Regions from separate parts of the Mus musculus genome. Here regions 2 and 3 are each linked to region 1. Evidence: chromatin contacts called from public promoter capture Hi-C and targeted proximity ligation data. All regions are on one chromosome and are shown on one strand. The core of a region is the stretch at or near the end of the contact, and the rest is flanking DNA. Distances in the headings are between cores, read along the strand shown. Region 1 holds the start of Ostf1 (osteoclast stimulating factor 1). Region 2 holds the start of Gcnt1 (glucosaminyl (N-acetyl) transferase 1, core 2). Region 3 has its middle 110 kb from the start of Gcnt1.

What was found. Promoter capture Hi-C pulls out the DNA fragments that hold promoters and counts their contacts.
Region 2: a contact with region 1 is called in a targeted proximity ligation map of trophoblast stem cells, with 7 times the contacts expected there. A contact is called at or near these places in 4 of 39 promoter capture datasets (cranial neural crest, frontonasal cranial neural crest, hematopoietic stem and progenitor cells and 1 more) and 6 of 130 datasets of targeted methods (acute myeloid leukemia, bone marrow-derived dendritic cells, extraembryonic endoderm stem cells and 3 more).
Region 3: a contact with region 1 is called in a promoter capture Hi-C map of pre-B cells, with 4 times the contacts expected there. A contact is called at or near these places in 4 of 39 promoter capture datasets (the 3T3-L1 cell line, the C10 cell line, hippocampal neurons and 1 more) and 1 of 130 datasets of targeted methods (bone marrow-derived dendritic cells).

What each region holds. Positions count from the first base shown.
Region 1 is chr19:18,630,509-18,634,244 of GRCm38.p6, reverse strand. Ostf1 (osteoclast stimulating factor 1) reads left to right here and starts at 2,432. Exons shown (of 10, transcript NM_017375.3): 1 at 2,432-2,625. The coding sequence starts at 2,592. Nmrk1 (nicotinamide riboside kinase 1) reads right to left here and starts at 2,229. Exons shown (of 9, transcript NM_145497.2): 1 at 2,164-2,229.
Region 2 is chr19:17,354,613-17,358,400 of GRCm38.p6, reverse strand. It overlaps Gcnt1 (glucosaminyl (N-acetyl) transferase 1, core 2), which reads left to right and starts at 1,734. Exons shown (of 3, transcript NM_173442.5): 1 at 1,734-1,844.
Region 3 is chr19:17,249,442-17,253,281 of GRCm38.p6, reverse strand. No RefSeq gene overlaps it. Among named protein-coding and RNA genes, the nearest start is that of Gcnt1, 110 kb to the left of the region's middle.

The sequences.
Region 1 (3,736 bases), core at 1,183-3,682:
CCAAGCTGTTCGGGTGAATTCTGGACCTATCTCACCAAGAACCAGCAGGTGATGTGAGAAGGGTGGAGAACTGGGCCATGCAGAAACACGGCTTGTGCCAGGCTGAGTGCCCAGTGGAGCAGTGAGCGGCCTACTAATTCCCAGAGTTGTCCATCCAAAAACTGTGTTGGATTCACAAGACATTCATTCCAGGTTCAGACATGGCACTATAAACATCTGTATCATTCTATTTTATTATATATTAGAGCCTCCTTAAACATGGTTTCAAAACCAAATGTTGAGCAAGTTGTCATGCTTCATATATGTGCTAGAGGGTTTTTGTTTCATTGTTTTAGAGGCCTTTCATGCGGGTCAGCCTAGCCTTAAAGTCTTAAAGAACAATCATATACTGCACCTCTGGTCTCTACTCTCTGCCACAGAGTGGTGGGATTGCAGGTGTGTGTCTGTACACCTGGCTTGCAGCAGAGATGTTGTGAAGCACACACAACTCAGAGCCAAGACAAACTGTACATCTTAATGTCTCTGGAGAGACCACCTTTTGGACCTTTCAGAGTCTTGAAGTCAGGGTATCCTGTCAGCTTGAATCCTGTGGGATATTTATGCAGTGTCTTCTTGGCCGCTAGTATCCTTTCCACAGAGAGGGAGAAGAACAAGATGGGAGAGGAGCAAACCTTAAATGAGCCATTTATCTTTTTCACACTTACTTATCATTCTTATTTGTTATATTATTTATCTGTTGAGACAGAATCTCACTATGCAGAGTCCAGGCTGGTCAGGAACTTGCCACACAGCCACGGCTGCCTCTGTGGCAAAGCTACCTTCCTAAAAGTACTGGGATCATAGGCAAGCCTCGCCAAGACTGGCTCATACGCAGAATTGTTTAAAACTATCTTTGATTTAATCCCAGTGAAATGTTAAATCTTCTTCATAGTTGGCTTATGTTTATATTCAATCTATTCCACTCTGAACAGAGACTTCTAAAGCACAGAATGATTCCCAGGAGGATGGGAAGAGTCAGCAGGCGGCAAGAACTCCACCATCAATCAAATCTGAGAAACACAAGAGCAAACACACATGCTCTTCAGATGACTTCAAGGCCCAGGTTTCAGGACTTCCGTGAGGTTCAGGCTACAGTTATCTGGATACGCTCCCATGAATAGGACTAATTTCAACTTTGAACCCTTTTGGTAAGCAGAAATCCCCCACAGGTAGAGTTCCTGGTAAGCAAGGCCTGGGGGCATAGCCATGACCAAGCTCCTGCTAACCTTTGCCCCTTGAAGTTTCAGTCACTTTTTTCCCCGTAAATTAACCTTCAATAGACATGTTGAAGGTCCATTTTGTGGAGGTTCTTTTTTAAAAAGTTGCTTTCTTACATTTGTATCTAGGTTGCGGTGCATGTGTGTGGGCAGGTGCATGCCATGGTTCACCACAGAACACATGCTCAGGTCATAGGTCTCCTGGGAGTTCTCTTTCCAAAGTGTGGGTGCTAGAGGCTGAACTCTGCTCATCAGGTTTGGCAGCAGGGGCAGCTGGACCATTGTGCTGACCCTGTAGTTTCTTACATAACCAGTATTTTCATTTTTATTACCCCTAATATACAATAGGCATATAATATTGACTGTGACATTGTGAGTTTACTTATGTGTGAACATAAACTCTCGTGTTGGGCAACTTGTATAAAGTACCAGCCAGTAGTATAGTTTTGACTTCGCGGGTAACTATTCAACTCTGAAATTGTAATAAGAAAGCCAATGCATAAGCAAACGAGCATGCTGTGTTCTAATAAAATTTTATGGTCACGGAAATCTAAGTTTCCCCTAACTTTCGTGTGCCACAAAATACTATGCTTTTGTCTCAGCTATTTAAAAAACGCCAAAAGCACTGTTAGAAGTCTTTATAAAAGCCAGGCAGCAAGTGGGTTGGAGTTTGTTAACCAGATGCTGTAGAAAAAGCTGTCCTGTCCCGTGGGGGATCAAGACCCGATTCTCCAGCTAGCAAATGTGGGGTCTCCTACAGCTAGCAGTGTCTAGTTGCTTTTTAGGAGCATCTAAGTCCCACCGCGGTTTCCCTAGACACGATCAGGTTCCTGGTACATACAGCGAAGGAGACTCTTGAAGATTCCCAGGCCTCGCCGTGTGTACGCAGCAGGCAGTGGGTACTCACCGAAGCGGGTTCGAATCCTTCCCAGCAGGGTCGCAGAGCAAGCTTCAAGAGCGTTTCATGCCTACCACTGCCCGGTGCTCACCTAGGCAGCGAAGTCCACTGCGCTTTCATAGCCTCCCCTACGCAGGGCCTGAGGGCGTGGCTACTGTAAAGCTCCTCCCCCAAGAGAAAGGCGGGGCTCCGGCGTGCCGGAGCAGGCTGGACCTCTGAGGTTCGGCCGGGCTCCCCGCCGCAGCCAATCAGCAGCCGGCGAGGCGCGGCCACTTCCTGGTGGGAAGGCCGGGCTGTCTGCGGAGCTCGCTGGTCCGAGTGTCCCGCATCGGGTTGCGCGCGGATCCGGAGCGGCCGCGGCCAGCGCAGGCTTGGCGCCCAGTTCTCGTGTGCGTGTGGGGCTCCCGCGGCTGAGCCTGGTCGCTCCGTGTAGCGCCATGTCCAAGCCACCTCCCAAACCGGTCAAACCAGGTAAGAGTGGTGTGCGCTGCGCGTGCGGGTCTCCAGGCTGCGGGACCCGGTGCTCGAGTTCCCGAGGAGCGTCCTCGGACTCTGTCCACACGGCTCGCCAGGACGTTCTAGCGGTGTGGTGGCAGCACCTCGGTCGCGGCCACTTCCTCATATTTCGCCCTGTCGCTGTCAAGTTGGAGTTCTTGACCGGCAGGCGAACGGGAAGTGCGCTGCGGCTGGGTGGGGTTTGCGCCCGGGCTGGAGCGGGCCAGGGACCCGAGGTCTCCCGGGAGCTTTGGAGAGCTGCTCGGGCGCTGCCAGCGGGACAGCCGGGCTGCAACCCTCTCGGCTCCTAGCTTTAGGCAGTGTCGCTCTGTCATGCATCCTAGTGTTTTTGCTTAGGGTGACTCTCGCGAACTAAACTGGAGAGAGTACGAAGTTCCTCAAAGCAGTTTTCTTGACCGCCCTTCCTGGTTCACTTTTAAAAACGTTGTTCTTAGAGTGTTTTCTGTGATATGGAGAAACGAGACTAAATAAACTCGTGGGAATTTTCATTTGGATAGGGAATTGACAGGGATCGTAAAAAAATGGGAGATGAATGTTTGATGAATTCCCAGACCCCTTTTCCTAATCTCCTGCAGCTTTGGTATTACAAAGGCTGAAAGCCATTTACATCAACTTTTATAGCTGCTTATGCTGCTGCTTCAGTGATTTTTTTTTTTTTTTTTTTTTGCCCTTGAGGTTGTTTTATTGGTTTTGCTTTGCTTGTTTGTTTGTTTTACTAAAGTGACAGTCACTTCAACTTCAATAATTATCCAGTTTCCTTCTTTTGTGGCAGCATCAAGCCCCTGACTTTGAAAATAATGCACACATATTTGTGAAACAGGCATTCGCTGTCGACGTAAATTCTGTAGGGCCGGAATATGAAGGAAGTGGCTCAGACTGGCTTTGGCCTGAGCAGAGGCTGGGCGGGTGCTGGTTGAGGCTGCCCTCGACGTGAAATCTGAGAAGTTTGCAATTTGCAATTTAGATGCGGATGTATGAGGTGGCAGTTTTGTAAACTCTGCTGTAAGTCAGTAAGTACCTCGAGGGTCCAACTAAGCTGAGTTCTTTGATGGCTGAACAAAGCTCT
Region 2 (3,788 bases), core at 485-2,984, 1.3 Mb after region 1:
AAGCTGACAATGCACATTAAAGTTAGAAGGTCAGAGGCTGACTCAGTGGTGTAGCTCAAATAATCAAAGCATTTGCTTAACATGCCTAAGTCCCTGGTTTCCATTACAGTACCCAACTGAAACCAAACAAACAGAAAACAACACAACGGAAAAGGAAGAGGTGTGTGTGTGTGTGTGTGTGTGTGTGTGTGTGATTCTTATAGATATTGACAGCTCAAAACACACTTAAACTACATAGGATAAACCTCTGCAGGGCAGATTAGTCCAGAAAGGATGGGGGAGACAGCTCTTTCTCATGAAAACAAATGACAGGCTGACGTTCAGATGTCACATCCTGACATTCCGTGTGCATGACAAAATAAATCATAAACCTCATGTGGGAAAGGGCTCATGTCCTTTCTCTGTTCTAGACCTAACACATAATCCACTATAAAAGGAGCTGGAAGTGTGGCTGGTCTTCTAGATGATCCCAGTTCAATTTCTACCACCCGCAGGGAGACTCACAGCCATCTGTAACTCCAGTTTGAGAGGACCAATGGCCTCAGAGGGCACTGTATGCATGTGATGAACATACAGACACACAACACATCCATGCACATAAAATAATAATGGAATTAAACTTAGAATGCATTATAACATTACTTTTCTGCATAAAATTAGAGCAAGAGAGCGAAAACTGTCACTGGAGGGGAAATCTCTTAAGGAAAGGGTCGAGGTTGAAGGAAGGAATCATTAACTCCCAGTTCATTGTTTCTGCAGGTGGCCAGAGCTGATGTTGCTTTCCCCTGGAAGACTCCAGGGAAAGGGGGAGGGGCAGGGAACAGGGACAAGGCAAACAAAGCAATCTTCCAAGAGTCAACCCCTAGAATAGAAGAGAGGAAGGGGCCAAGCTTAGCAGAAAGGACACATGGGGCTGGAGTTGGCATGAACTGGGGTGTTATTGTTCCACTCAGTAGACACCACTATCTCCTGTTCTGTTCTGTTGCGGGCAGTCCTTGGGGCAACCTCTTCAGATCTACAGCCCAAGAGGGTGAATTTCACAGATTGGTGCTTCCAAGACAGCTCAGCCTTGCTTTCTACACTCCCACGGATAATGTCTTCTATCCTTGAGGGGCACTAAGCATGCTCACCTGAGACCCACATGCTTGCAAACTTGTAGTTTCTCTAATCTGTATATTTGTGTATTGTTTACTATGTAAAGCATAACGTGTAAAGTGAGTTAGTACTACGAATTAAAGTGCGAAAGAGGAACCAGCTTTCAAGTAAAATCAGGATTACTTGGCAAGCTGCAACCAAAAAACTGACATTGCTTGTGAATATATTGGTTATTCAATAAATTCTGACATTCTGGTAACACAAAATGAGATACAAGGTTTATCTAGAAAATGATAAGGCATGGGCGACTCTAAAGTTGATGCAGTATAAACACGTTGGGCATTTTAACTTTTTACTTATTTTTAAGATCAGACAGGACAACAGTTGGCACATTTCCTGCTTCAGAGGAAGAAGACATAAAAGTTCTTAAAAGATCCCATCCAGGTAGCTTGTCCTTGGCCCAGAGAACCAAGAATTCTTAGGAAGCAAGAGGAAGTTTGGATTCTAGTTTTCTTCCCGGACAACTGCAACTCCCAGAGGGCGCCCTCACCTCGAGCGGTGGCCGCAGGTGGGCGAAGTGGAACCGGGGGCGTGGTCTTAAGGGTGGGCCTGGGGGCGTGGTCTCGAGGGTGGGTCCTAGGGCGTGGCGCTGGCTCGGAGGTCTGGAGCGCAGAAGGCTGAGCGCGCCAGTATCCGCTTGGCGAGCCGATCCAGCACTGTTTCGTGCGCCCTGCAGGCACAGGCTCCAGGTAACCTAGGCTGGGCCAGCGGTGGGGTTGCCCGGCAGAGTTGGACAGCACCGAACCGGATCTAACGGGCGGGACGGGCTGCACCAAGGAGGCAGTGGTGCTGGAGCAGGGAGAGGGCGCTTGGTTCGGGAACCCGGCTAGGATGGAGCAGGAGTCCTCTTAGCACTCTCCTTCCGGTCCTTCGGTGGGACGCGGATACACACGTGGCATCTAGAAGTCACTTTCTGACCACTCTTTCCCGGACTGGTGCAATGAGTGAGGGCTTAGAAATCAGGGTTGGTTGCAGGCATGAAAAGTAGAGACGAACGGTGTCTTGGGCGCCAAAGACTTAAACTTCGTAAGGCCACAGGCCAGTGTAGAGACGTTTGTGACTCCCTGTTAGAGCGCCGACCGAGAAGCCGACGCTGGGGCAGAGAATGACTACTTTAGGGTGATTGCAAACAGACTGGCCAGTTTGGGGTCCAAGCAGTCGCCGCTCTTCCTCTTGCCTTGGGCTGCAGGTCTGTTACAAAAACGGGTAATTCTTCTTAGACATGTTAGTTCTTTAGTTTTTGCTTTTTCTTGGGTTATTACTTTTTCTTTTCTTTTTTTTTTCTGCCTTCCTCCCTCCCTCCTTCATTCCTTCTCTCTTTCATGTGGCTTCGAACTCAAAGAGATCTTCCTGCTTCTGTCTACCAAGGTTAAAGATGAGCGCCATCACACCTCAAGAGTGAGAAGAAGTCCATCTCATGCGCATAGCTGCTCCCAGTCTTAGTTCTTTCAGTGCAGAATAAAAAAATGCAACCCCTTTCCCCGTGCAACTGTGGAGGATCCTCCAGTGGAGGATCCGAGCTTGGCTCTGCAAAAAAAAACAAGTGTCAGCTTGGTGTGTACTCTTTATCTTTCCTTTTCGCTGCAGAAGAGAACTGCTTTGTTACAAATAATGGAGCTAGAGGCAAACTGGTAGGTAGGAGGTAGTGTTCAGAGAGAGCACTGGTGCGTTGACTTGAGAAGGAGGGTGGGTGGGGCTGTGACCTGAATTTGGTGAGTGGTGGTGGGGGAGCAATATGATTTCTTCCTCTGGCCTGCTGCCCCTATTTAGAGCTGTTCTGAAAGGCGGGTTTGTCTTCTGGAAAGGAAGAGGAGGGGTAGACAGTTTTGTTTTGTTTTGTTTTGTTTTAAAGATCAGAGTAAATTATCTGTTAGTAGACAGGGACCCCTCTGCAGAGGATTGGAAGAAGGTTTCAGTTCTGGAAAGATGGAAAGCTACAGGTATCTCTGCTTTCCTTTTTCCTTCCTTCTTCCTTCTTTCCTTCCTTCCATCTTCCTTTCTTTTTCAGGTTTTAAAGGGAGGAAATCTAGCTTTCTTAGCAATGGCTAATTAGGAAATTAGGTGGTAGGAAAAAAAGTTAGTACTGTTGGAAAGTCTTTCCTGAATGTCAGAGGCAGTTTTCTGTTAGTTGGTTGGAGACAGGTTCTCACTGTGCAGCTCAGGCTGTCATCAGAGTCTGGATCGGCTTCCTGAGTGCTGGAATTTCAGGCATATGTAGCACACCTGCTGTTTGCTACGGACTGTGTAGTATTTCAGCTGCACTGAGTAATGCAGCCTTGTGTATGGACAGATAAGGATCCCTGGGTCTATTTTTAGTATTCATATTAACAAATGAGCAATGTGCTTACAGTTCTCGGTCAGGACGTCAAATACCCAACTCTGCTGGAAAGGGTGTTTGTTCCTAGGTGACTGTTGTAAATCAGGTGTGGTATATTCTTGTGGGGACTATATTCTTAGCTTTGATGATGGAGGTTTGGTTTGATACTGTCAGGTTTCCCTTGGAGACAAATATCATGTGTGTTTATAGCACTGCTGACAGTTTTGACCAAATAGATTTTATTTTTGTGATGGGGTCTGTTCAACCTGCAACTCACTATGAAGCTCAGAGTGACTGTGAACTTCTAATCTGTCTG
Region 3 (3,840 bases), core at 487-2,986, 1.4 Mb after region 1:
CTGTTTTACTGGTGGTCTCTGTTTAGACCAGATATTTCTAGATTCTTGGGGTCCCATTCAAAGAACTGAAGAAACACACAAAAAGTGTGTGTGCACAATAGCAAGGGTTTTTATTTGGAAGCAAACAAGAACCTAGGCAAGATTCTCTGCAAGAAAGCACCAAGACTTCCTCAGGAGCTCTGGATCCTGGCCAGAGCTTCCTCTTTGTGGGTCCAGGCGTTGCTTGCTAGGCACTGAATATGCGTGGTCTTCTGTCTTGATTGACAGGCTTCAGTTATGGTGACCTTTGTTCACTGAAACGGTCTTTCCTCCATGATGCATCTTATTTTAATAATATTCTTGCACAACCATGCATAGGAAAATGCTGCTAGAGTTCTTTCCCAGGGAGAAACACAAATGACATAAATCCCTCCTTGTAAGGTCCTAGTGACAGAGGTACAATTTTTCCAAAGTTTGCTCTGTGAGTTAACTGCGGGGGGAGGTGAGTGTTCTTCCCTGCCACAGGAAAGACATGGAAAGCTTTTATCCTGCAGGAATGAGGGCTTCCCTGGAGCCACATAGACAGAGTCCTCTAACCCCCACTATCCCATTCCCTGACTGTATACTCTACAGTCCCTTCCAGAAGCCACAAGCAATTAAGGTGGAATTGTGTACAATAGGTGGTTGGGAGCAGTTAGATACTCAGATGAGGGTCTGGTGACCCTCCCCACCCCTCCATGAGAGGGTGTAAATGGCTAACTCCGGCTAGGATTATCCTTTGACAAGAGGGCAGAGCTGAGCTCTCCAAGGTGACAGTTGCTTGGCTCTTGGGGTAGTCACTGACAATAGCATAGCAATGATAATTCGATTTTCCCTAAAAGTTCATTCACAAGACATAGTTTTCTTTACTGTGCATGTGTCCAAAACTAGCCCAGGCTAGAGTAACCTACGCACCCTATTCCAGGATGCTTCAGGAAGTGTTTGGCTATAAAAAGGGGAGTTTTTGGGTGTCAGCAAGCACTATAGGTCAAAGTGTCCTGAGTGCTTTGTTTTGGTCTCTCTGTGTGTGTATGTGTGTGTGTGTGTGTGTGTGTGTGTGTGTGTGTGTGTGTGTGTGCTGCTTGACACACGTGGGGGTTTTAAATTGCTAAGTGCATTGTTGGTAAAGATGTGTGTATGTAGCTCAAGTTAAGAGGGGCCCTCAATTGCTAAGCTTTCCCCACACTTGTCTGTCCCATTACTGTGAAAGCAAGACTGACTGTCCCCAGGCCTGGGGGTGTAACTTGGTTAACAGTTTGCTTGCCAGGCACACACAAAGCCCTGCCTTCAGTCCTCCATATTGCATATACAGATGTGGTGTTGCATGCCGGTGATCCCAGCATCCAGAGGCGGAGGCAGGAGAATCAGAAGCTCACGGTGATCCAGGACTACAAAGCAGGTTTGAGATCCACCTGGGATCTGCAAGCTTTTATCTCAAAACACCAAATCTTCCTGGCTTGTAACCCAGAAGAGCAACGAAAGGGCTTCCAAGCTGAGGGTGAATTTCGCCTTAGTCGAGGGGTGATTCTATTTCATTTCTGAGATTGAAAGTGAAAGGAGACATGAGAGTTCTGAATTTCTTTTCTCATTTTAGTCTCAGGAACTTCTTGAATGTAAAAAAAGTAAAATTTCAGTCAACCGTGCCATGTTAAGCCGCAGTAAGACCAGGCACTTCCCCCTATGCTAAGGCTGGACAAGGCAACACAACAAGAGGAAAGAAAAGAGCCTGAGACAGCCCTCGCTCCCACTGTTAGGAGTCCCAGGAAAAGACAGAGCTACGTAACTATAACACACACGCAGAGGGCCTAAGTAAGTTCTAGGTAGGCTCTGTTTCTGAAGAGAAACTGGGGAGGAGTGGATGGGGGCAGGGGTGGGGCAGAGGGAAGGTATGGGGGAGAAAATGGGGGAAGAGGAGGGAGGGGAAACTGGTTGAGAAAAGGAAGGAAGGAAGGAAAGAAGGAAGGAAGGGAGGGAGGGAAGGAGGGAGGGAAGGAGGGATGGAGGATAGAAGGAAGGAGACAAGAAATATATTTATATATATTTTAAAGTAATATTTCTCTTTTATACTTTTTTCTTTTAAAAACGGAGCATGCTATTACTCCTTTTCTAACAACAACAACAAAAGGAACAATTTTTTTGAGCACACTGGAAGAAAGCCAATGGCCTGGGCAGTTAGTAGAGTAACACCTGCAACTTAGAGCCATGGGCCATGAGCAGGAAGGGGCGGGATGCCTTCCTATGCTCTGCAGGAAGGGGCGGGATGCCTTCCTATGCTCTGCTGAAGTTGCTATGTTTGCAGCTTCTGGATACACAGTTCGTGCCTGGAAGGAGGAGAGTCCAGACGAGCTGGTGTCACAGCAGAGGTCGCAGGACAGCAGGTTGCATTCACGGTGGCTCCCACTAAACTTCTAGAACATCTAACTTCTTTAAATCATGAAATGGCTCAAATAAATGCAGAATAGAGTGAAGGCCATTTGAGATCAGAAATGAAGCAAGGCAGGAGAATGTATTCAGAAAGAAAATACTTCTTAAAAGTACACACACACACACACACACACACACACACACACACACACACACATATATATATACTTCTTAGGGAGGAAGCAGGTTGGAGGAAGAGGAAAACTGGAGTTACTTAGTAGTAAGGGTGGAGGCTCCAATGTCATAAAGGTTCAGGGGTTGTTTCCACAGCATGAGTTTTCTTATATGTACTCTATGTGTTGTGTGTAGTTCTACATAGAACTTCACTTATACATGTCTCTAACACCTTAAATCTCTATGAAAAGTTGAGCCCTTTAGGATTATGATGGGTATTGGGTCATACACTCTGGAGTGCCTCTGTACCAGTGAATGCTGCAGGGGTTTCCAGTTTTCCTCCTTGCCCTCTCGTTTTCCTCACATGCCGATGTTGCAACCATTTTGTAACTTCTTCCCTGGCTCTCTGTCGGGGCTGCTCTCCTTCCTCATCACTACCCTGATTCCACAGTGTTGAAGATGCCCCTGTGAATGGAACACTTAAGAGTGTTTCGGAGAGATGTCATGTTGATGTGCTGCGGCAGTGACTTAGAAAGGCTGAGGACACAGACCCTGACCATATGAAGAGGCCATGCTTAACACAGGCGTCACAAAACAGCAGTGTTCAGTGTCCCAGGGAATGCAAATGACAGACGAGATTCTATCCCTTCTGGGTTATTTTCCTATATTAGTCATCTACTGCAAACGATGCCCAGAAGGAAGTCATATTTCATTCCCTCCACTTCTTCCTGGTTCACGCATTAGGAAGCATGACTGGTGAACATGCTTGCTGTGGCTGAAATAAAAGCCAGTGTGTCGTTTTGTTCAGTGTTTCTGTTGCTCTGGTAGGAACACAATGCACGTGTGTGAATGCAGCAACTCAGTCAATGAGATCACATAATGACGTGGAAACTCAATACTTCCGCTTGCAAATTAACCGTTCATATTATTTGCATTTGAAGTTGATGTGCAGCTGGCAAGATGACTTAGTGGGTAAAGGTGTCTGCAGCCAAGCCCGATAATCTGAGTTTAATTCCAGGGACTAGTACGGTAGAAGGAGAGAACGTGTTCACACAGGTTGTCCTGTGACCTTCACAGGCACACTGTGGTACAGGCACACTATGGTACGTGCATGCGAGATCATGAACATGCACACACATAGATAGATAGATAGATAGATAGATAGATAGATAGATAGATAGATAGATAGATAGATAGATAGACAGACAGATAAATAACATTTAAAACAAATGTGGTGGTACATTAACATCTGTAATCTCATGTCTTGGGAAACTGAGGCAGGGC